2 separate regions of the Hordeum vulgare genome follow, and region 1 is linked to region 2. The links are chromatin contacts, called in public Hi-C maps. All regions are on one chromosome and are shown on one strand. Each heading gives the region's core, a stretch centred on a gene start, on an enhancer-like site or on the middle of the called end of the contact. The rest is flanking DNA. Distances are from core to core; before and after follow the strand shown. Region 1 holds the start of LOC123424922 (ferredoxin-dependent glutamate synthase, chloroplastic). Region 2 holds the start of LOC123424917 (phosphatidylinositol 4-phosphate 5-kinase 6-like).

What was found. Hi-C and Micro-C count contacts between places; a contact is called where the count stands out from the background.
Region 1: a contact with region 2 is called in a Hi-C map of leaf, with 3 times the contacts expected there. The contact joins the promoter of LOC123424922 here to the promoter of LOC123424917 in region 2. A contact is called at or near these places in 2 of 6 Hi-C or Micro-C datasets (leaf and seedling).

The regions. Positions count from the first base shown.
Region 1 is chr2H:56,818,446-56,821,875 of MorexV3_pseudomolecules_assembly, reverse strand. LOC123424922 (ferredoxin-dependent glutamate synthase, chloroplastic) reads right to left here and starts at 1,393. Exons shown (of 33, transcript XM_045108608.1): 1 at 938-1,393; 2 at 1-236. The coding sequence starts at 1,159.
Region 2 is chr2H:56,498,617-56,502,604 of MorexV3_pseudomolecules_assembly, reverse strand. LOC123424917 (phosphatidylinositol 4-phosphate 5-kinase 6-like) reads left to right here and starts at 1,512. Exons shown (of 8, transcript XM_045108603.1): 1 at 1,512-3,084; 2 at 3,450-3,614; 3 at 3,723-3,888. The coding sequence starts at 1,859.

The DNA.
Region 1 (3,430 bases), core at 144-2,643, 320 kb before region 2:
GGAGCAAGCCCTTCCTTGCTGGCCCAGTCATCAAACAAGTCCCATGGTATGCCGCTCATCAATCCTGCCCCGTCACCAGAGTCGTTGTCGGCTCCACAGCCACCACGGTGCTCCATGCACCCAAGAGCTGTAAGAGCATCACGGACAACGTTGAACGAAGGCTCATTACTCAAGTTTGCGACAAACCCAACACCACAAGCTCCACGTTCTGCTAAGATATCGTTCAAATCCGCAGCCTGAAAAAAAAAAAGCAATTCCTAATGTCAAATATAAAGAACAGCACATATGGTTTATTACTCATGACTGTCACAGCTCACAGGTCAGAGCCCATTCAAACACATTCCAGAACGGTCATGGAGAATTGGTAGTACTTTCCAAATTCTCCACCTATGCATTACACAATGTCGTACTCCAGGAACTTGATCGTGATTAGTACCTACCACCACAGCTGTCACCTAACCTTTCATTAGCACGCACTTGTTTATTGCACCTGCATTCGCTGTGTTTTGTGCACTTGCCATACTATGTACTTTAAAAATCTCGTGAAAGTAACACCACATAACAAAAGCGATAGTATGCAAGTGCATCATCATGAGCTAGGTACCAAAAAATACTAGCACATGCAATGAACTAGGGAGTCAACATAGAACCTTATCACCCGATACAGTAGTCAGGACTCAGGAGATACCTGGGCTTGACTCCTGAATCCTGGTCTCGCCCAAATTTCCCAACGATTTTTTTTTTGCAATCAGAAACATATTACAGCGCAAAAGGCTATGATCCGTCAAAACAGACCATGACCCGTGACCTCGTATAAACAAACCAATCTGATAACCGCACCTTGCAATCCGAACCTAGGAAAACCCCAACCCTCGAAACCAAACCCAATCGCGAGACGAGCACCTGATCGGCGGGTGGGGAAGCAAAGCGAACATACCTCCTGCACGGGCTTCTGCGGCGCCCGGCGGCGCGGCAGGTCGAGCACGGCGCGGGCGGAGACGGCCCAGCTCCGGCGCGTGGCCGCGAGCGCGGGCGTGCGGGCCCCTCTGGCCCGGAGCCTGCGGGCGGCGGCGCGGCCCGCGAGGAGCAGCGGCGCGGCGCGCGGGAGCGGGAGCAGCGCCGGCGGCGGCGCCACCGCGCGCGGGAGCGTGGCGGCCATGATCCGGTCAGGTCACGCGCGACGCGAGAGAGCGAGTCGTCGTTCCCCCCTACCGGAACTTCTAGCTAGATATCAGCACCACCACCACCACCACCACCACCGCGACCACCACTACACGCGGCTGCGGGGGCGCGCGGCAGCGAGGTAGATATAGGAGGGGCCGGCGCTCGCGTGGTGGGGAGGGAATGCGGAAGCGGACAAGGCCGGGATCGTGTGGAAGAGGAGAGGATAGGGCGCGGGGAGGCGAGGGGAGGGGAGGGGGAGAGGGGTGGGTGGGTGATGGGGGGTGGTGCGGAGGGGAGGAGAGGAGGGGAGTAGTTTATAGACGGCGACGAGCGAGCGCGGGCCGGCTTGCTTGCTGCTGCGCCTCTCGGGCGCACGGAGAGGCGAGCGACGGGCAGGCGCAGGGAACCGCGACCGGGCGGATGGATCAGGAAAGGGGCCGCTGGGCGAACGGGAGGGCGAGGAGGGGGGTGGCCGCGGTTGGGTTTGTGTGGTTTTTAAAACCGGGGTGGGGCTTGCGGCGGCTTTTGGTGGGGCCTCTGGATGGGGGGAGGGGAGGTGGCTGGGATTTTGGACCGGGGTTTAGGGGTTTTGACGTTTTGTAGAGGGGTGATTATTGGGGAGACGGATGGGGGCGGTGGACCGCAGCGTGGTTCATGTGTTGCTCGTCATGGGAGATCCAAGAATGACACGAAGTACTGTGGACGGGGCCACGGCGTGTTCTGTGTTGGGCCACTTTGTTTGGTTATTTTTGGGCGGTTGGATGAGGAATGCATTTGCCAGTGTTTTTAAGGGACGCGTACTTGAATGTGTGTTATGTTTTTGTTTATTTATTATACTCCCTCTGTCCATGAATAATACCCCTTCGTTCGGAATTACATGTCGCATAAATAGATAAAATATAATGTATTTAAAACTAGAATGCATCTAGATACATTCATTTTCATGACAAGTATTTCTAGACAGAGGGAGTAGTAGTTAAAAAAATAAACTAGTTCTCCTCGACTACAATTATTTAGATACAGAGAAAGTATTAATTTATTATATGTAAATATGCTAAGATTTTATTACGGATAGACATGTTATGATTTGTTTGCCTTTATTGTGTTTCTAACGAATGTGTATGTAAATGTGTTATGATTTGATTTTAGGAATCAAATGAAAATTGTGCATGTGTGAGCGTCACATCATATGAATTATTTGTGACGGTCAAATTTAACCCACACCAACCATCACATGCATACACATTAAACATGAAAAACGGGACCTTCGCTAAGCTTTGGGCCTATCTATGGAAATGCGAGATTTTATTACTCTAGTAGAGTGTTGGATCAGCTAATACTGGATGTGAAACAAGTTCGGCCCCTATGTCCAAATCTTGCACGTTCTCTAAAGCAATTGCAGCCATGTTTTGCTCTCTACCGGTCTTTTGGAAAAGCGAGCACATGAATACCGTAATATGTCTAATTCCATCGAGAAGGTTGACGAAATGCGCCCTTTTATTTTATATTGCATGATATGGAGTTGATTTTTTGTAGGGCAGTATGTATGAATGATGATTTGCAAATTATTCCACTACATGGCCAAGGCAATGCCCTCCATAGTCACACTTATTCCTATCACAAAGTGCTCGGGAGAAGAGGAATAAGCATCTACATGTTGTGGATACAATGTGTCGATCTCATTCCTGGAAATCATACTAGCACCGTATGAGCCATCTACTACACTATAAGATCCATCCAATATAAGTATTGGTGAACTAGCTTGATGTCTCAGACATGTCATTAGCTGTTTCTTCCATTTGAGAGGATGAATTGACATGCATGGAACAATCATCTATTTGCCATTCAACCAGGGGCAATATTTGAACATTGATAGGGGATGAGGAAGATACTGGATGTACTCCTGATGTCTAATTATTATAACAGAAGTTTAAACAAGCTACTCACACCCTTTCGGTTTAAAGGGACCAGCTCAAAAATCTCCCCAACCAAAGTAGATGGTGAGTGATGGAACAAATTTGGTAGTTTCAAAAAATACACAATTAGTGTTCCCTTTATTGAGAATTTGCCCTCTAGGCACTTTATTCAATAACAGGAGAATTCATATCCGATTGAACATGAACAATCAGATGATCGGGGATTACAAGAAAATCACAAGTACTAGGACCATGAACAACATCCTCTTTTGCCGCAACATGAGTAGTTGCATTAGCGCACCTCCTAGTGAACTGAAGCTTGAACCCCTGGAATGTCTAGAGAAGAGATC
Region 2 (3,988 bases), core at 263-2,762:
GACTGGGTTCATCCGTGCCGTTAACGTGGCCATGTTTCGAGGGGTTTTGCTGATGCTTTGCGCAACCAGATCCAGGCCGCTTCAGCTTCACTGATTTAGAGCCATTGATCTCCAACGTACCACGGTAGCACTCCCGGGACCTGGGTGGCATGTCCTAAAGTCAGCTCAATCTTAAAACACATGTCCATCTTTAAATGGCAACGTAGGAGTACAAATACAGACTACTGCTACATGGCTCGCATGACAGTGGAACAACCACCGGCAGGGGCAGGGATCAGGGGCAGGACCAGCTCTGCCGCTCTCAACTCTCAAGAGAAAGAAGATGGCATGCATGTCTATCTATCTAGCAGGAGTATCTCCTGCTGATCCGCTTTATCAGATACTGTCACCTCTCTCTCTCTCTTTTCTCCCTCTGATCCGAAACCGACCTTCACACAAAGTGCTTGGCTTCAACTTTCAAGCAAGATTTGGGCTATGTGGTTTCAGGCATAATTGATTGGGTACCCTTTGATTAATGACCTGACCGACCGATGAACCGACTGGTTAGACCTAACAGTCAAGAGATTAGGACCATACATACATGGTAGCATGGTGCTAGGAGTGTAGGGCCGCAGATTGCCGGATGAGGCATTGACAGGGGAGGTTTATTACTCCTCCTAAACACTACTATAATTAGCAGCGGCTGAATGCACCAGCCAGCTAGGCCGGTCCTGCAGGTATGCTAGGTACAGAGACAAGGCACCACGCACCATGCACGAGTCACAGTCACGCACCCCCCAAATGGAGGCTGCAAGACAGAACAACTTTTATTTTCATTTCTTGAGCAACGACATGTCAAGTACTCTGGGAGGAGGAAGAGGTTGAATTGTCAAGTAAACTCGGATTCTTCTTTCTCTAATTTTAGAATGATGTTTAATCTCTGTAATAAAAACTGGTTCGTGTTGCACTGTTGGGCGTCCACGTCGTCAAGGGAATACGTCGTGCGTTTACTGCTGCTGATGGATATGGCTGAGCACTGTGCAATGGCAAACCTAGGAGAAAGACGTGGAGGCTCATGGGCAGACAAGCCCCTAAATCAAGCCACGGATTGGTTGATTAGTTGGCTAGCACGTACTGTATACTGTATGCTAACCAAACCAGAGGTTAGCTTAGCTTATTAGGGACAGCACTAGAACCCACGCATTAACCTAGCTAGCTAAGCTAAGTAGGCTAGATAGATACTCCTAGAGAGGAACAAAGACAAGCACCCGCACTAACCACCACAATAACCACCAACAAGACGGCCCTGTCTGCAAAATCATACGGAGTACCCCTACTACCACTGTAATCAAGGTTGCTAGATTTATTATGTAATCCGTTGGAATTTGACGAAGAAATTTGGTTAACCTAACGGTGAAATGAAACAGACAAAAACCAAGACCGGTTGAGGATGGGCGGAGGCCGTCACGGGGGCCATGGGATGGGAGTAGCGAGTTTGTGAGATGGGATGGGATGCTGCATCAAAAAGGGCAGAGGAAAACAAAGCGCAAAGAGAGACGGACTGACAGACAGACACCGCTTCCTTCCACCTCCCCTGTCTTCTTCCCTCTCCACCTCGCCCCCCCTTCCAAAGCGCATTTCTTTCCCTCTCGGCTCTCGCTTGCGTGCGTCTCCATTAACTCCTCGCTCGCCATTACCCGCCTCACGCCCCCAGCAATGCCGCCGTGGAGCGTGCGCGCGCGCGCGGTGCTAGCCTGCTAGATCCACCGCCGGGCGGAGGAAAGCCTGGTGAGGAGGGTGAGCTTGAAGGACGGCGGCGGCGGCGGGACGAGGAGGGAGAAGCGACGGGTGTGGTGGCAGGGAGAGGCGGGAGCGCCCAATGCACGAGCACACCCTGGCCAGGGCGTGGGAGGCGACGGTGCGCAAGGTGCAGCCGCATCCGCAGCCCGGGGGCAGGCGCCGGGTGGCCCCCATGCTGCCCGCCGACGACTCCGAGACGGCCTCCTCCTCGGCCTCCTCCTCCGCGGGCGTCGACGATGCCGACCACCACGGCCAGGAGGAGGAGGAGTACGTCGAGCGCGGCCTCCCCAACGGGGACTTCTACACGGGGCGGTGGCGCGCCGGCGCGCCGCACGGCGCCGGGAAGTACCTGTGGACGGACGGGTGCATGTACGAGGGGGAGTGGCGGAACGGCAAGGCCACGGGCCGGGGCAAGTTCTCCTGGCCCTCCGGCGCCACCTACGAGGGCGAGTTCAAGGACGGCTTCATGGACGGCCACGGCACCTACACCGGCGCCGCCGGGGACACCTACAAGGGGGCCTGGTCCATGAACCTCAAGCACGGCGACGGCAGGAAGAGCTACGCCAACGGCGACCAGTACGACGGCCACTGGCGCTCCGGCCTGCAGGACGGCGCCGGCCGCTACATCTGGCGCAACGGGACCGAGTACACCGGGGAGTGGCGGGCCGGGCTCATCCACGGCCGCGGCGAGCTCGCCTGGGCCAACGGCAACCGCTACGACGGCGGCTGGGAGGACGGCTGCCCGCGCGGCCAGGGCACCTTCCGATGGGCCGACGGCAGCGCCTACGTCGGCTTCTGGACGCGCGACGGCCCGGGTGGCATTGTCCAGCAGAAGGGCGTCTACTACCCGTCTCCTGCGGCGTCGTCCCCGACGGCGCGCGACCCCCGCGACGTGTTCGCGAGGGAATTGCCGGGGTTCACGGGCGGCGGCGGCGCCACCGAGTCCACGCCGCTGCAGCGGCCGCTCAACAATTCGGGCAACCGGACGGCCAATGGCCGGGCGAGCTCCGTGTCCGGGATGAGCAATTGCTCCGGCGGCGACCGGAAGTACGACAAGATTTGCATCTGGGAGTCGGACGGCGACATCACCTGCGACATTGTGGACGGGGCCGCCCTGGTGGACGACGCGCGGAGGAGCGTCAGGACGGAGGACGGCGCGGTGGGCGGGGACCTTCTGCCGCCGCCGTCCCCGGCGCCGCGCATCGCCAAGTGGGTGTCCCCGCGGCAGGCGAAGCAGCAGGGGGAGACCATCGTCAAGGGGCACAAGCACTACGAGCTCATGCTCAACTTGCAGCTCGGGATCAGGTTGGTTGTCTCGCTCATCTGCCTTCATTAGCGAGTAGAGTATGAATTATGAAGATTTTAGAACCCTGGTTCTGGAATCTGATCAACCGAAGAAATTTGCATTTGCTTTCAGTACCTTTGCCGATTTACAAGTCTGAATTAGGGGATACAGTAGTACCCTGTCAACAGTGAATTAGCAAAGAGTTTGCTTCGAATCATGCTATGGTTAGGAAATGAAAAAGTATTGTGGGTTTGGCCAATCCAATTTCGATACATGGCCAAGGCTTGTACCTTATGGATTCTCAATCAACATGACAGCCATTAGTCATTTTCTAATCCATGATAGTTAAGTTTATCTCTGCCTTAACAATGATGTGTTGCCACAGGCATGCAGTTGGGAAGCAAGGTCCGGTTACGCTTGAGCTGAAATCATCGGCGTTCGATCCCAAGGAAAAAGTGTGGACAAAGTTCCCTCAGGAAGGCTCGAAACACACTCCGCGGCACAATTCTTGCGACTTCAGATGGAAGGATTACTGCCCACAGGTGTTCCGGTTGGTCATCGCTCACCACTCCCCATTTCAAAGCTATATATATGATGTATGTTCCTTCTGGTGTCATTATGCTGATCAACATACCATTTGCTCTGAATTGAATCGCAGGACATTGCGCAAGCTGTTCAAGGTGGATGCTGCTGACTACATGTTATCCCTCTGTGGAAGTGAGGCTCTCCGGGAGCTCTCATCTCCTGGTAAGAGTGGAAGCTTCTTCTACCTAACAAACGATGACCGGTACATGATAAAGACGATGAAGAAATCAGAAGTGAAGGTTTGTTCTTTGTGGTTCCCTCTGTCTCTAGGCTTTCTAAGCTTCGTAAATAATTCCAGAAGCTTTATTCTGAACTCAAGAAACACTTGTTATCGTTACA